Linked DNA regions of Arabidopsis thaliana: region 2 is linked to region 1. A link is a contact called in public targeted proximity ligation data. All regions are on one chromosome and are shown on one strand. The core of a region is the stretch at or near the end of the contact, and the rest is flanking DNA. Distances in the headings are between cores, read along the strand shown. Region 1 holds the start of GUN4 (protein GENOMES UNCOUPLED 4). Region 2 holds the start of AT3G59540 (Ribosomal L38e protein family).

Region 1 (7,928 bases), core at 3,068-5,567:
ATGACAATATGTAGGTACACGTGGCTGGTATCCAATTTGAAGATATCTCACTGAATGTAGTCATTAATCAGTAGAAAGTTCAGAAGAGCAGAAAGGACCTTTACCTGATAGTAACGTACAACATGCTGATGCTGCAAACGGGAAAGTGTTGCTACTTCTCTGAGTACCTCATAACGAGCACATGTAAAAACAGATTTAGCATTATACTCTAAACCGATCTAAACCATCAGTTATAGAGTATCTTATCCTCCCCAGATACAGCCTACACTAGAGTTTTAAAGCCGAGGCCATAAAGCCTGGTTTGCAGCAAACACAGTTGCAAGTAAAAAAAGTATAGAGCACATATATACGCAGATGAAGAACATGTTAATCCAGATCTCCACCACTTGCTTAAAGAGCATAGATAATTTCCAAGAAGCCCTTGCCAGGTGGCATAACATTTAGCTAATATTAACACAGAAAAACACCCCAAGATGGCACAGAGATCTTTAAATTGCTTTAAGTATATATGTTGGTCCAAATGTACTCACTATGAACAGTTTCTCACTTACCGAACTATCCGACTGTTGACAGGTATCTCTTTGTCCTTCAGTCGAATTTTCTTCACTGCATATTGTCTTCCATCCAGTTTATTTTTGCACAACACAACGTGGCCGAAACCACCTTGGCCTGCCAATCATAGAGTTTCAGCAGAGAGCAAGAAGGAAAACTACTTCCTCTAAACAAAATTGCAGAACAAATAAAATGTTGAGAAAGTGGACGTAACTCTAGCAGAGACAGTTTTCTGCAGAAGTACACATCTAAATAACTAATGAGTAACAAATAACATCTTATAAACCTTTGAGCAAAGACACTACTGAATTTGATCTTCTACACCTAAAACTGGAAAGAGAGAGAGAGAGAGAGAGAGAGAGAGAGAGAGAGAGAGAGAGAGAGAGAGAGAGAGAGAGAGAGAGAGAGAGAGAGAGAGAGAGAGAGAGAGAGAGAGAGAGAGAGAGAAAAGCATAGTGGAGAATGTACCAAGGGGTTTCAACTCTTCAAAATCATTGAGATATCGCGAGCTTGGGAGTGATGCATTTGGCTCGCAAGAATCAGAAGGTGGCTCCCAAAACTGAGGAACACTGGTTGAGGCCTTGAAAGATAACATCAATCAGATGCATTACATGAAACTCAAATAAGTAAATAATAACAATGAAGTGTGCCAAGGGATACGTACCATGTTTTGATTGAATGCATGTTCAAAGGTTCTATTAAAGTCTGGAGATGATTTGGAAGCTAAATCCAACACTTCTTCAGACAATATCTGAAATGGTTTAACATAGTTTTGGGGGAAAAAATGAAGAAACTTCCCTCGATGGATAAAAAAAATACAATTATCCAAAAGACTTACACCAAGCTCATGCAGTTCATCAGTTATCTGAGGTAATGCATCAGCCAAAGGTCCTCGGGAAGTGCAAGCTACTCGAAGTAAATGGACCATCAACAGATCTTTCTTGCTAATCTGAGGCACTTGATCTTGAGCTAAGGAATCAGAAGACCATGACCCCAGCGACTCACTTTCGGAGTTAGTGCTGTCATCTTCAGCTGTATCATCTTGAAGATTTGATTCCTGCTAAGAGAAACAAAAATATGCAAGCAACAACAACATTCAGCAACCAAAAGTAGATGCATACTTGAGAGGAGGTATATGACTCTTATTACTTAATTCTGGTTTTGTTGGTCAGGATACGCTAGTTATCTCTAACCAAAAGAAAACGTGCAGCCCCATTCACATAAATTCTAATTAGATTATTTCTGGAGTAGTGTCTCATATGAAAGGACCAGAGGCCAATATCTTAAAAAGGAAAAAAGGGATTGAGCTAAAACAGATGGACCTCCCCTCACCTTCTTCTCATTTTGGAATAATCCAGATTCCACATCGTCAGTAGATTTACTTGAGTCAAAAGAAGAGATGCTTGTATCATCAACATTCTCCTCTTGAACAGTATTCAGTTTGGCAATGGGAGCAGGCAGTGCAACTTCTTCTTTAGCATGGTCTTCAAATCGCTTCAGATTCTTGTCTGGCTTCTGATGCAAAATTCTTGAAGTGTCTAGTGGGTGAGATTGTACTGAAGATACGATTCCCCTATTTTCATCTGGAGTCAGACTCCAATTTCTTGCATCTTCCAAGCCACTAAATAGGTCTATAAAACCATACACAAAAGGTCCACCAGAACAGGATTTTGCTATATTTGAAAGCATAGGTTGCTCAATGAACTGAGTGCTTCGATGTGCAGTCAAGCATGGAACCTTCAGAAAGAAATAATAACACTATTGTTACAGGAAGAATGACCAATGCAAATAGATACGTGATGCAATAAATTTTCTTTTTACCAGCACTTAACAAGAGACAAGGATACTGTTGTTAGGCATAAACAGTCATTTGGGTGAATATACTTACAGATTCCTCATCATGACTTTCCGGAATGATTTCTGATAAAAACTCTTGAGCAGCCTCCACCAGGTTGAATATCATAACCCGACCTTCACGAGCATTGGAATTTGCCTGCATAGAATATAATTTTTTGAGTACCTTGTGTCAGCATAGAGCACTTCTGAATACCATAGAGTATATCATTATAGAAAATATTCCCATGCCTGGTCCTCGAGAAGAGATAAAAGCTTCTCAGCATCAGCTGTTGTCAACCCTTGTTCTGGAGTAATCTGAAGCTTGGGGCACTTGTAAGGATATCCTGGTAAGCACCTAAAAGGACAAACTAGTTAGAAGAAGTAATAAAAAGATGAACATGTTAATTATTTCATAATTTCGGAAAGAAGATACTCACCTAACTATAAGCATAGCAGATATGTCGGTGTCTTCATATCCCATGTCCTTTGAGTACGGCCTACTCGAATTACAAGGACCTTGGTGAATCAGACGCATTTACATGCACAAAAAAGAAAAATCACAACAGCTAAACTTGAATGCAAACATGTTGATCAGAAGAAAACCTGAGCTTGATTGCTATTTGCGGAGGCGAACGCGAATCAGAAACAACTTTGCAGTCCTCTTGAAATATTGCAGAGCTGATAACATGAAAACAAAAACCGATACTTCTTAGTTCTTACTATTAGAATTCATATAGAGACTCATTCTTTTCCTGATTTCGTTGTGGTGTTAATTAAAACTGCTCGTCTTTAACAACATTTACAAATAATTGCTATTGTTTTTCCCTGTAACATCTGAACGATCAAATCCCATAATCCCAACATTTACACAATTTCTAATCACAGCACAACTTTAAAGGTCATAGCAACTTCTATCATGCCCCTCCAAATCAAAAATTAACCACAAATCATCAAAAACCCTAAATCTCACATTGCCTAAATAACTCGTTTCACAAAATTCACAGAAATTAAAAGTTCAAACTTACAGAGCAGTGATCTCCTCAGATAGAAGTTCATTATCTTCATCAGCATTAGATCCATGGTCTTTCAGCTGACCCCTTCTTCCGCTACCTCCTCGTTTCTTCTTTTTCTTCGAACTGCTGCGACCCATTTCCTCAGCCCCAAAACACGCCTTAATCAATCTGCTCTTTCAATCAAACACCTTATCCTCCGATCGAAGAATCACCACAATCTACCAAAACCCAACTCCTTATAACAAGTTCTTCGTCAATCGCCACCGTTTCTCACAACTCCCGCCAAACAGTTTCGATCTAAGAATTTCAAAAAATGGCGACGGTGACTGCCAGCACTAACAAAACCTTCGATTACTTTTCTCTACTTGATCCCGGCGTAAAGAATTTTGAAAAATCGCTCTCAGTGATTGTTTTATATAAGTCTCAATGACGAAAAAATCATCGACGGCTCTTCTTCAAAGATGGCGCCATCAGAGTTCTATGTTGATCCTGTCCAGCACAAACATTCAAAACGCCGTCGTATTTGTATCAAATGATAATGGGCCTATTTATACGCCAATGAGTTTAAAGGCCCATTATAGATAGGTCAATCTGTGATGTTACAAAAATGTGACGTCGAAAAATAGCTTTATAACAGTGTTTTGACCGATATTGATTTCTTTTAAAACAACAAAAATATGTTTTTAAAAACCTTAATATCTACTTTCAAACAATAACGATAACGAGAGAAATGACGTAGACATGAAATTTGATATCAAAAACAATATAGTATGTACATTAATATTCTTAGAAATTAGTGTGAAAAAAAAGAAATGAATCCCTAAAAATCTTATTTTTTCCAAATTAAAATGCAAAATGAAAGTATAGAGAAAAAGAGAAAATCAAACCTGAGCCATAAGTGACCAATCAGAATCGACCCCGCTTAGTAGTTCCTGATTTTCCACACACCTTATCTTTCTCTTCTTCTTTAACCTCTCCAACTTCACTCTCTATCTTCCCCTGACGTGACTCTTCTCTCTCTTCCTCTCCATCAATGGCGACCACAAACTCTCTCCACCACCACCACCACTCCTCTCCTTCTTACACACACCACCGCAACAATCTCCATTGCCAATCTCACTTCGGACCAACTTCTCTTTCCCTCAAACAACCCACTTCCGCCGCAACATTCTCACTAATCTGCTCTGCTTCTTCCACCTCCTCCTCCACCACCGCCGTATCTGCCGTTTCAACCACAAACGCCTCCGCCACAACTGCCGAAACCGCGACCATATTCGACGTTCTGGAGAACCATCTCGTCAATCAAAACTTCAGACAAGCCGACGAGGAGACACGGAGATTACTCATTCAGATATCCGGAGAAGCCGCCGTGAAACGTGGCTACGTTTTCTTCTCCGAGGTGAAAACAATCTCCCCCGAAGATCTTCAAGCTATCGACAATCTATGGATTAAACACAGTGATGGTAGATTCGGATACAGCGTGCAACGCAAAATCTGGTTAAAAGTGAAGAAAGATTTCACAAGATTCTTCGTTAAAGTTGAGTGGATGAAGCTTCTTGACACAGAGGTTGTTCAATACAATTACAGAGCGTTTCCTGACGAATTCAAGTGGGAGCTTAACGATGAAACGCCTTTAGGACACTTACCGCTCACAAACGCCTTGAGAGGAACGCAGCTTCTGAAATGCGTTTTAAGCCATCCTGCGTTTGCGACAGCTGATGATAACAGTGGAGAAACAGAAGACGAGCTTAACAGAGGTGTTGCGGTGGCTAAGGAACAGGCAGGAGTAGGAGCAGACAAAAGAGTGTTTAAAACAAATTACAGCTTCTGATGTCTTTCTCCTTCTTTTTTTTTTTTTTTTAATATTGATTTTCTGATATTGTGAAAGTATAAACAAATCTCTGTAATCATATCATTAATTAAATCGGATTTCTCTTCAATGTCAGTTCCATTGTGATTATGGATGTATGAACAAAGCCAGATCATTAGTTAATGAATAAAAAAAAACATGACTCTTTCTTGGTTGATCAATGTGAAATTCATAAGTTCTGCAGATCTTAAGAACATGAAACTAATGTAGTTACTCTTGGACAGATCAAATCTGAAACAACAATTCGAACTCCACCAGCTGGTTCTTAAGGCCTTCTCTTGTGTTGTTGTTGCTGTCCTCTTAGGTGATTTGGTGAAAGAGAGATTAAGGATAAATACAAAGTTGGGATTTTGGCTCTGTTCAAGAAAGCTGCACCTCATATAATGAGCAATGTGTGACAAAGATCTAATGAATACGTTGCTGCCTCTGTAGCCTTGTAGTTAATTCTCAGTGTAGGCCATACACGTTACACGATGTGGACAGATGCTTTTTCTCTCATTCTGTGGTATTCAATGAATAAACGTTTTAGTAGTTAAACTATAATATATTGAACCGTGCATGTATATGTCAACAATGTGTTCTTTCACCATGAGAAAATTACATGATCAGAGCATTCTAAAACTGCTACAATAAGGAGGAAAAAAGTATGGCATAAGTCTTAATACTGACTAGCTTCTAGGCACATGGGCAGAGTCGTCGGGTGTGTTGGTGTGAACCGTCACAGGAAAGCAATGATTGTGTCCGGGTATACAAACACGCGCCTGGATACTGCAGACCAAGAAAATAAACACACACATATGGAATCACTCAGTTTATGAACAAGATTCAAAAATTGAGTCAGGAGAAGCAATGTAAATAAATTATTTCACTGAGGATTCAGGAACTTAAAGGGCGCATAAAAGAGAAAAAAAAAAAGATGAAATACCAAATCTCTCGGCGCATCTTCGACAACTTCAGCAGGTTGGTCAGCCCCGGCACTTGCTAAACACGACCCTTTGCAGTTCATGTATCTTTTCATACTAAGCAAACAAAGAAGAAGAGAAAGAACTATGTGAACACCAACAAAATTGCCAGTTTTTAATCTATTCTATATAGAAATCTCTGAAACATGACTTGATAGTTGGCTTAAAAGATTGACTCTGGTAAAATAGTTGCTTAAGAAGAGACTTACACGTCACACTGGTTTAGAAGTGAGAGTTTATTCATCACACACAATTGTCCACGTGATTTGCAAACTGCATCGCATGAATCTCCTTGACTGTGAAACCAATCCAATAGAGAAGAGTCTAAGAGTATGGTCTCCACAAGAGCATATACAATTCAAACCTCTAGAGCAGTGAAGGGTGTTACCTTCCGACAATAACGTCAATACCAAGAAGTCTTGTTTCAACTTGTGTAAGATTAGCACCTGTTTTCAATTATTTGATGCATGTGATAGGGTATTTCGACATTTAAACGATATGCAAAAGAAAAAAAGTAAGCTATTGAGGTTAACCTGAAGCATTTGATGTCAGAGAAAAACAATGGTGAAACTCGCTGTGGTAAGCATTTTCGTGAACCTGGACGTTAAGGAAACAAAATATACATCTCACTGTTTAGAGCTATCCGTATTGATTATCCAGTTTCATTAGACTTTCAAGAGCATTCCATCATTTTCAGATAAAACCTTAACTTCCACACTACATTGATCCAATTCATGACATAACCTCAAGAAACATGCCAGGAAAAGAACAATCAAAGCCTTTTTAGGTGAAACAATAACAGTATATCGCTTACCACACTCTCAGAGTTATGCCGGCATCTCCCGGCACAAAAATCAAATACACTCTTGTAAGTCCCTGCCAAAGAGGAAAAATTGGCCATCTTGCAAATGCAAACACTTTTATGCGGTGGTTTAAGAATCGAAGCTGCTGTAAAACGACAAGTTACCTGATGTAGCCGGCTTTGCAACTTTGACCTTAACCACCTTCTCAAGAAGCGTCTGCAGAAGATAAGTGCTCATAAGCAAAAAAAAAAAGATGAAGCGAGAACAGAGAAAAATCTGGAAAAAAAATCAAAGATTCCATTGAATACCTGAGACGGATTCAAGCAGCAAGAAACGCAAAATTCATAAGAGTTGCAGCATTGTGAAAGTATGTTGCATCCACTTCAAGCGAAACCACAAAACAAAGAAGTCTGATTAAGAACACATCAGTTTTAATGAAACCTATAAGTCCGTGATCAAAGGCTATGATCGTCTTAAAAATTGACTCACTGACAAGAGAATCTTTCTCCTTTCCATGGACAACAACGAGTTCGAGATTCCAATGACAAAGCATCACACACATTGCCTGCAAGTTGCAACAACAAACCATTCATGGATCACCAAATCTAAGTCGAAAGAGATTCAAAATGTTCAAAAAGGTGAATCTTTCCAAGAGTGGAAATCGCTAACCTTCATCATCGGAGATCAAGTATCTTCCTTGGACAGTTGTTCTGCAACTCCGCTCTTCCAAAAATCCGATATCCTTCCTGCAAATTCATTCGAAAATCTCAAGGAAATGAAACTAAGCGGGACAATTCATAGAAGCAATGGTTGTTACCCAAAATTAATCACCTAATTGCAGAAACTCTCAACGGAAATAAGAAACCCATGATAAGTAGAAGAACGAGGAACA
Region 2 (7,928 bases), core at 3,626-6,125, 47 kb before region 1:
CCTCTTGTGTAGTTTCATCCTGTGGGAAAGGAGATGACCCTCTTCCAGTCTTTTGTGTGGCGGCTATTCTAATCATGAATCGGCATAAAATCATGAAAGAAACTCGCTCGATCGATGACATGATAAAGGTAGGATGTTTTTCACTGCATTTGTGCATGTTGGGCTTTGTTTCTTTGCTGAATACTACTGTTGTACTTTTTATACTACGATAAAACTTCTTACTGATTTTAGATATTTTCAGATTTGTAATGACAAGCTGCTTGCAATTAGAGTGAGAAGATGCATACGCACAGCCATAAAACTTCGTAAGAAATACTTGTACAAGGTTAGATGCTCAACAAGTTGATTCTTCTTTTCTTCTTCTTCGAAATTCCTTCATATGAATTGAAACGTTATATCTCAGTGCATTCATTTACTAGCGTATCCTTTCATACTTAGGGATAAAGTATACATAGTTTTGTTGCATCTGGCAATATTCCATCCTCATATCGAACTGCATACCTTTTATTAGAATCAGGTAATCAAGATTGAGAGCCACATTCAGTCTCAGAATCATAAACACCATGAGATACAGAATCAAACCGCGATGGAGAACCAAATCCCAGAAGAGATTACAAGTCATGATGAGAACTGTAGCCAAAGACCAAGTTTATGCAATGGTCCTGTCATGCCCCTTAGAGAATGATGACTGATGAGTACGATAGATTCCACCTATAATTTATAATATTATTTCTAGATTTCCATAGTCTGCTAAGATATACAAAAGAAGAACAATTGTAGAATAGGTAGGTCGTCTTTAGATTTTGAAGAAGGTTTTGCTATAACATTTATGAGGTTATCTATGTATACTCCGTTAATTTATGTGATCGATATCTTTGATTCCATCGGTACACATGTTGAGGCTTGAGAGCATCTACACATGTTGAGGCTTGAGAGCATCTAGCTCCATAATTCACTCCATCACAACACGTGCTAGTCTTTCATTTCCAGAATCATAGAGAATCTCAAAAACTTGTTTTTTTACAACATTGTCAAATTTGAACTCAAGTGAAGTATTGGCTAATGATGGAATTTAGACGTTTGTCCATCTCTTAGGGTGAAGCTTTACTTGTACACAATGTAATAAAACCAGGGCTCAAAAAATTAAGAATTGACTACTTCCTCGTCTAGCTTCAATGTTAATAATATACATAAGTAAGTTTATTAAGCATTGTTTATTCACGTTTGAACCTTAGAAAAAAGGGCAGGCATCAACTTCAAAGCGATATCTCCGTATGGTCGGTCCTGTTGCATATCTATAAGTCCCCTAGACTTCAAAACCTGCAAATTCAAAAACAACTCGTCTAAGCTCGAGGCACTACAGAGATACAAAGAAAAACATATGTACAGAGAATCACTCACCAGTGTCTCGAAGAACATTCGAGCAGCTAGCTTCCGTGTCTTTCCTGCCAAGATCTCGCTCAAACTTAGATCTCCAGAAGGATGGCTTGATGTGGTGGGACTACTTGAAGAACGTTGTTTAAGATACTGAGCCAAGGCTCTGCAATGTTCAATGAATGTTACAGGTTAGTAGAGAAACAGTAGGCTCTTAAATGAAATCCACATGGTTTTAGGAATATATATACCTTGCTCTCCCTGTCAAAGCAGCAGAATCTTGACTAGCTGGTGTTCCTACTGGGGAATTGCCACCTACCTCCAGGAAATAAAGTTCCTGTATGGCACATGCAAATGGTATTGCTATCAAGGTTAGCAACGCACCAAGAATGGTAAAAACAAAACACGCGAACATGCGAGAACAAACCTCGTCAGTCCTTTCAGAAACAGGTGAAAGCCCCAAATTTCTTTGGCCAGGCAAGTCCTCTGGAACTGTGGAAGTTGAAGGCTCTGTTCTATAAGATTCTGTCTCCCAATTTCCAGACTGAGTGGTGAAGTCATCGGTTCTAAAAGGTGAAGATCTTGGAGGTGGTGACGGCATGTACACCGGGAAACCACCATCCCTTAAATGTTCTATTCCCATGTCATCGTTATCAAATGTCCGAGGAGATTGTGCTTCTGTTGCTACAGACTCTGCATGCGCGGGTCGAGGACCTGCAGAGTCTAGGACATCTTCAGTTTGCTGCGCTGGAGATAGCTGAACTGTACTGTCTGGATTAGTAGAATCTGGAATTGGAGAGACCGGATTAATTTCTACTTCAGCTTCTCGAGTAGGAGATACAGATGCAGGTTCTGGTAAAGTTTCATCAGAAACAGCAAGATGTGGCTTTGAAGCTACATAGTCCTTTTCAAAGACATTGCGTAAATCATCTGAGAAGCCTGCAGGTTGACACATACAGGCAATAATCTTTCTTCAAAAACAAAGGGAAAAAGAAGGCAAAACTGTCGAAAATAAAATAATAATCAAAGAAAGTTACCAGTAAACAAGGGCTCATTGAAATTTTGATCCTTCCTTGACTGGTTATTCATTCTCCAAAACTTTAATTTGGATGAAGGCATCTTCTTTCTCTTACGTAGAGTATCACTAGGATCCTTAAGCCTTTCACTTATGTTCCTGTTCAAACTATTTGATCAGTACGGAACAGCTAATGAAATAATCAAAGCCACATGAAGCAACGGAAAAGTTATTACTTGTTGGTTAATACTGTGACACCATCAAAGTTCTTCCTCTTCCTTGCCCTTCTTTGTGGTTGGGGAGGAGGAGATGGCTGAAGCACCAGTTGAGGTGATGGATGCACTTAACATAAAGAAAAAAGTGTTTTAAATAGATAATAAGAGAGAGAATGTAGTGGTTAAGCTTCAAATTATCAGACTATGTTGCTAGCTCACCAAAATCTGCACGTTCTTCCTCAGAACCAGCAGCAGAACCTGGAGATCCTGAGCGAAGCTCAAACGCAGAATGCCTTCCAGAATTTAACATTTCTTCATCAATACTAGGGATAGTGGGTTCCTTCTCATTCAAAGTTTCATCCAATGACTCAGTGCGTTCAACTCTGACATCCTGTTGTTGTGCAGCAAATGATGGATGGGACGTGGGGCTTAGATCATGTGCAGCGTCACGCATTCTCTCAATCTCGGGAACAGTTCCAGGAGAAGTGGCATCGTTTCTCTCGGAATTGGGAATGCGCTCTTCTGTCAAGTTACTTTGTCTAGGATCCTGGACTTCAGTGAATTCCTCTGTGACGTTACGAGGACTATAGGTTCCAGTATCGAAAGCAATATTGGAGTCTCTTGGCTCATTGTCTGGTCCTGTCTCATGAGCCGTTTCAACATCAATTTCTCCGGTATGCCTACTCACAGGTTCTGTTGATTGGCTGCTCAAAGCAAAAAAATATGTAACAACATTATTAAAGAAGATCAACTAAACAGATAAGGAAGATTAAGAGCAAGGTGTAGTAAAGGAAATCAAAACTCTATGAAGAGCCTCACTCGACATCCATCGGGATAGATTCTGAGATGATGTCCTGTAAGAAAGGCATACAAACTTTCATTCAATAACAAGTGCTCGGAGACATGGGAAACAAGAAGTCAGAATCAACTTCAAAGTCATAAGAAGCAAGCAGTAATCTCACCTCGTCGAATGTTACAGCAACATAAGGATCAATGCCAGTAGGAATTTGATCTGAAAAATAAGCATCAACATCATAAACACCTCAAAATCATGGTATGCTGCATCTAGAACCAAGGAAAAAAAACACAGACAAAAGGTACCTGTGAGAGTGATATCTTCCTCACTCCGAGTATGATTATCGAATTCCCTAGAATTCACAAGAAAAGAATGTTAAAGATGAGTCAGGCTTTAGAACAGATAAAAACTCAAATAAAAGCAAGAAAGAAGAATACATGTCGAGAGTGTCATCTTCCAAGTCGAACTCGTCCAGATTTAGTGCTTGAGGCAAAGTAACAGACTCAGGCGGGGCCTGTCTGGCATCCTCAGGCAAGTTAACTTGAGTAGAAACGAAAGCCTTAGCTACCCAAGTATTAAGGAGATTCCAGTCATTGTAAAGATAATCCACTTTCTTTGAATATATTCGCACTACCCCAACTAGAAGGTGACTTGACGTTCTCAATGCCAATGGTACTTCAGGAAACATTATATTATCTGCAAAGCCAATTGCAAAATTCTCGAAAAGTCAGAAACTTTATTAAAGCAGAGAATTTCAATTACTACAATGGGTTATATATAAAAAACAAAATCGGAATTTGATGAATGCCCATGTAAAAATTCGTATTGCCTTTTTGAAATTTCGAATTGGATACAATCAAAGGGGATTCAAAAAAAAAAGAAGCGAACTTTGGATCAAAAAGCGAAAATTGAAGATAGGAAAGACGAACCAACAGTGTCGGGGATGTTGATGGAGGTGTACTGAGACTTCTTGAGGCGTTGGTGCACATGAGCGGCGCACCACACCGTCCCCAATGGACCCTTTCGAGCCAAAAGCGTATGTGAATAAAACATTTTAATTCCTTCGAACAAGGAGCCCTAAAGAAGCAGAGATGGAGATACTGAAGTTGATTTGAGAGAGAAGGATTATCGAATCGAAGGTGTTACATTATTTAGAGAAACCAATCAATTTTGAATAGGAAACTGCAGAGCGAAAGAGAGAGAGACGAAGCGGTAGGGTTTTGTGTGCTTTTGGAGAGAGGAAGAAGTGTTTTTTTAGTGGAGCGGGAAAAAACATTTTGTGGCGCTAATGTTGAAATCATAGGCAAATAGACGCAATGACTTAAATACCCTTTTCTTATTGGATCCGAGTTTTTTGAAATTTGCCAAACAAAACAACTTGGGCCACTAAACCCAATGGCCAACTTTTCGGATTAATGGGCCTAAGGGGTACATTTGGAAATTCGCGTATATGAGAGTCTAGGGTTTTCTTCATATTTAGGTTTCTCTATTTCTTTCAGACGCTGGGTTCTTGCTTTTGCTGTTTGTTCTCTTGAGTGGAAGAAAGTTGCAGCCACTAAATCAGATCCGACAATGGTAAAGTTTTCTTCGCCTCTCAGTTTTATTATTCTCAGGAGGATTATTGAAGCTAAATATTATTTGTTTGATTATCTGTTCTCACGACTAGGATTTTAGTAAAGTTTGCATGATTGAGCTGAAAGTAATCAATCTCTTATTGTGGGTTTCTTGTTTGGTTACTGATAATCTAGTAGATTAGAGTCTTCCTCGTAATTGACCCATTGGTTTAAGTTTCATCTTGAAATGTATGAAGTGTTCATCATGCAGTAACATTTGGGTCGAAGTCTTGTTGTGTGTTCTGTTTTGTTTTGTATTGATTGAAAATGGATGTTGGTTTGGATAATCTGCAGCCGAAGCAAATCCATGAGATCAAGGACTTCCTTTTGACGGCGAGAAGGAAGGATGCAAGGTCTGTGAAGATCAAGAGAAGCAAGGACATTGTGAAGTTCAAGGTCAGGTGCTCAAGGTACCTCTACACACTATGTGTCTTCGACCAAGAGAAGGCCGATAAGTTGAAGCAGTCTCTTCCTCCAGGTTCACTATCTCTCTCTCTCTCTCTCTGTGACTCAGCCCAAACATTACACACTTGAAACCTCTTATCTCATAACATTTGTTAGATTGGATAGATGTTCCTAGCTTTGAGTAATTCATCACTTGAAAGTTCTAGTGTCATAATATTGTTGGATTTTGGTTTTTGAATTCGAATAGTCTTGTGGTTAATCTACTTTAATTCAGACACTTTTAATTGGCATGTTTAGGTCACAAGTTATTTTTGGTTGGTCCATGAACGCATGCGTCTATCTCTATCTAAGTTGAATTTGCCAATTGTTTATTTCAGGTTTGAGTGTGCAAGACCTTTGAAGATCTTATGAAATCAGGATCTATCATGGTTTTATATACCCTTGTCTTAGATGATTTTGTTTTTTCCCTTTCTGCTGTCTTTTGAATGACTATGATTCAGACTTCCGTTGAGTTTCTTTCTTATAACTTCAAGACTAAATTATGAGTTGGATTTGTATTTTTTTTTGCTATCAACTTGGTTAGTAATATATATGGCCCCAACAGTTTGGAGTTTTGGATAGTTGTGCTTTGAGAAGAAAGCAGACACCACAGATTTCATAAAATGTTCATTGCTATGTGATGCCAAACAAACTACAGAAAAAGTTACTGAAAAAAGAGTAAAACGTCGTAATGGAGATGATTGTAACGTCATCATTTTGGAGAAAAAGCAGTCGTTATTTTTCCGTTACCTCTCTGTATTCTCTTTATCTTCAACCTTCCAACACTTTCGAGACTTTCTCTATTGCATACTCTTGTTTTCCAAGGCAATTCTTCATTGCATACTCTTGTTTTCTATTTCGCGGGAGTCGAAGAAGACTGGGCGATGGCTCAAGTTATGAAGCCTTCCATAGGACGTGAACCAAACAAAAAAAAAAAGAGACTCAAGAAAGAAAGAAAGAGAATTTCATGAGGAATCTAAGGTCACACATAATATCAACAAAAGACAAACCGGTCCAAAGGAACTTGAATCAAAACGAAGATAATTAAGTTACAGAGAGATGATTTAGTTCAGGAACTACACAACAAAGTCCTTCATTGATTCATTGTCAAAGGATAAGGTAGAGTGGCAATGTGGTTATGAGCCACTGTTCCAATCCAAAGCTTCATTACCTTCCCTTGTCTATCCTCGAGCACCTCCAGGACTTTACCTTCCTCGTCGAATCTCGATATCACAGTGTACATTCTCATCCCCATCGTTTTCGCAAGCAGCTTCATCGGTATTGGCAACCGAAAGTAGATGCTTCTTATCCAAGGGTTGTTTGTAAGAACCTCTTGTGCCGGTGTTCTGCAACAATCAATTGCAACCCAAAACTGACCCTCTTCATTTATTCTTACATTGTCTGGGAATCCCGGGAGATCTGCCACCACCTCGACTTCACCCATCTTTGGACCCTCCAGCCAGTACTTCACCAATCTGTCATACACATAATGATGAAGAGAAATGAATGATAGATACAGCTATATAAACACAAAGTTGAGGGTCATACCTGCAATTGGTTGTTTCGGTGAAGAGGAGGAAAGATTGGTCTTTAGAGAGTTGAATTCCATTGGGAAAAGCCAAACCCTCCAGCACAATGTGTGTTGTTTTGGTAGGTGGGTCATATCTTAGAAGCCTTCCTGTTGATTCTCCTTCCAGTAATATAAAGAAATGATTCCTACAAAATACAAGTATAATTTCTATATCATACAATTTACGGTAGGAATTGACATACAAAGCAAGAATAAGAGAGTTGTCTTACGCTCTGTCATATCTTTTGCTGGTGTCAGTGAAGAAGATGGAGCCATTTCTATGGATGTCAAGGTCATTGGCAAAGAGTATAGGCTTTCCTTCCACATGAGTAGCTAAAGGCGTAGCAATCCCTCCTTCAGGACCAACCACAAGTAGACCATAGTAAGCGTCTGCAATATACAAATTTCCTGTCTCTTTATGAAATCTCAGTCCAAGAGGCCTCCCACACAGCTTCTCGTGCTTCCATTGCTTGTTTGTTGTTGAATCCACACCTCTCACACAAGCTTCCTCTGACCTAATTCTCATGAACACACATCAATAAGAAAAACTGAAACAAAACTCTCTGCACAAAAAAGAAGTGATGAATATGTAATCTCTTACCATTTTGATGTTACCACCGAAAATGTCTCCCATCCGATTGCTTCACCCATCCATCTAACCACTCTTCCATCAGCCAACCCTGTGTATGGACCACGACCTAAACTATCAAACTCTAATGACTCTGGACCAAAGACTTGGTCCACGAACTCCAGTTTCCCATGATTACCCAGTCGACTAAGGTTGTCTCTAGGCCAGCTTCCCATGACTTCCTTATATGGAGCAACCTCATGCTTCACGGGTTTGAACTCACGACCCCCGATTGGACTCATGTGAAAGGGGTCGATTGCTATGAAAAGTACA

Evidence for each region.
Region 2: a contact with region 1 is called in a targeted proximity ligation map of shoot, with 12 read pairs. A contact is called at or near these places in 2 of 26 Hi-C or Micro-C datasets (root and vegetative nucleus), 1 of 2 datasets of targeted methods (shoot) and 1 of 3 other capture datasets (shoot).

Annotation. Positions count from the first base shown.
Region 1 is chr3:21,946,185-21,954,112 of TAIR10.1, reverse strand. GUN4 (protein GENOMES UNCOUPLED 4) reads left to right here and starts at 4,317. Exons shown (of 1, transcript NM_115802.4): 1 at 4,317-5,612. The coding sequence starts at 4,435. The coding sequence ends at 5,232. GCN2 (protein kinase family protein) reads right to left here and starts at 5,262. Exons shown (of 29, transcript NM_001339969.1): 1 at 4,289-5,262; 2 at 3,414-3,890; 3 at 2,992-3,066; 4 at 2,826-2,885; 5 at 2,638-2,743; 6 at 2,441-2,545; 7 at 1,885-2,289; 8 at 1,391-1,609; 9 at 1,217-1,303; 10 at 1,021-1,132; 11 at 552-669; 12 at 105-159. The coding sequence starts at 3,538. AT3G59390 (glycosyltransferase family protein) reads right to left here. Exons shown (of 12, transcript NM_115801.4): 1 at 7,868-7,928; 2 at 7,706-7,782; 3 at 7,526-7,601; 4 at 7,345-7,417; 5 at 7,201-7,252; 6 at 7,048-7,109; 7 at 6,767-6,830; 8 at 6,622-6,679; 9 at 6,443-6,529; 10 at 6,197-6,290; 11 at 5,941-6,039; 12 at 5,741-5,771. The coding sequence ends at 5,947.
Region 2 is chr3:21,993,787-22,001,714 of TAIR10.1, reverse strand. It overlaps AT3G59540 (Ribosomal L38e protein family), which reads left to right and starts at 4,875. Exons shown (of 3, transcript NM_115816.6): 1 at 4,875-4,975; 2 at 5,308-5,491; 3 at 5,796-6,105. The coding sequence starts at 4,973. The coding sequence ends at 5,818. SYN3 (Rad21/Rec8-like family protein) reads right to left here and starts at 4,663. Exons shown (of 12, transcript NM_115817.3): 1 at 4,330-4,663; 2 at 3,838-4,096; 3 at 3,706-3,752; 4 at 3,567-3,616; 5 at 3,424-3,458; 6 at 2,824-3,308; 7 at 2,626-2,731; 8 at 2,412-2,548; 9 at 1,802-2,313; 10 at 1,626-1,711; 11 at 1,402-1,540; 12 at 978-1,320. The coding sequence starts at 4,453. The coding sequence ends at 1,219. LAP3 (Calcium-dependent phosphotriesterase superfamily protein) reads right to left here. Exons shown (of 5, transcript NM_202733.3): 2 at 7,629-7,928; 3 at 7,258-7,542; 4 at 7,006-7,173; 5 at 6,407-6,932. The coding sequence ends at 6,551. AT3G59570 (Ypt/Rab-GAP domain of gyp1p superfamily protein) reads left to right here. Exons shown (of 11, transcript NM_001339988.1): 9 at 1-128; 10 at 242-325; 11 at 512-911. The coding sequence ends at 685.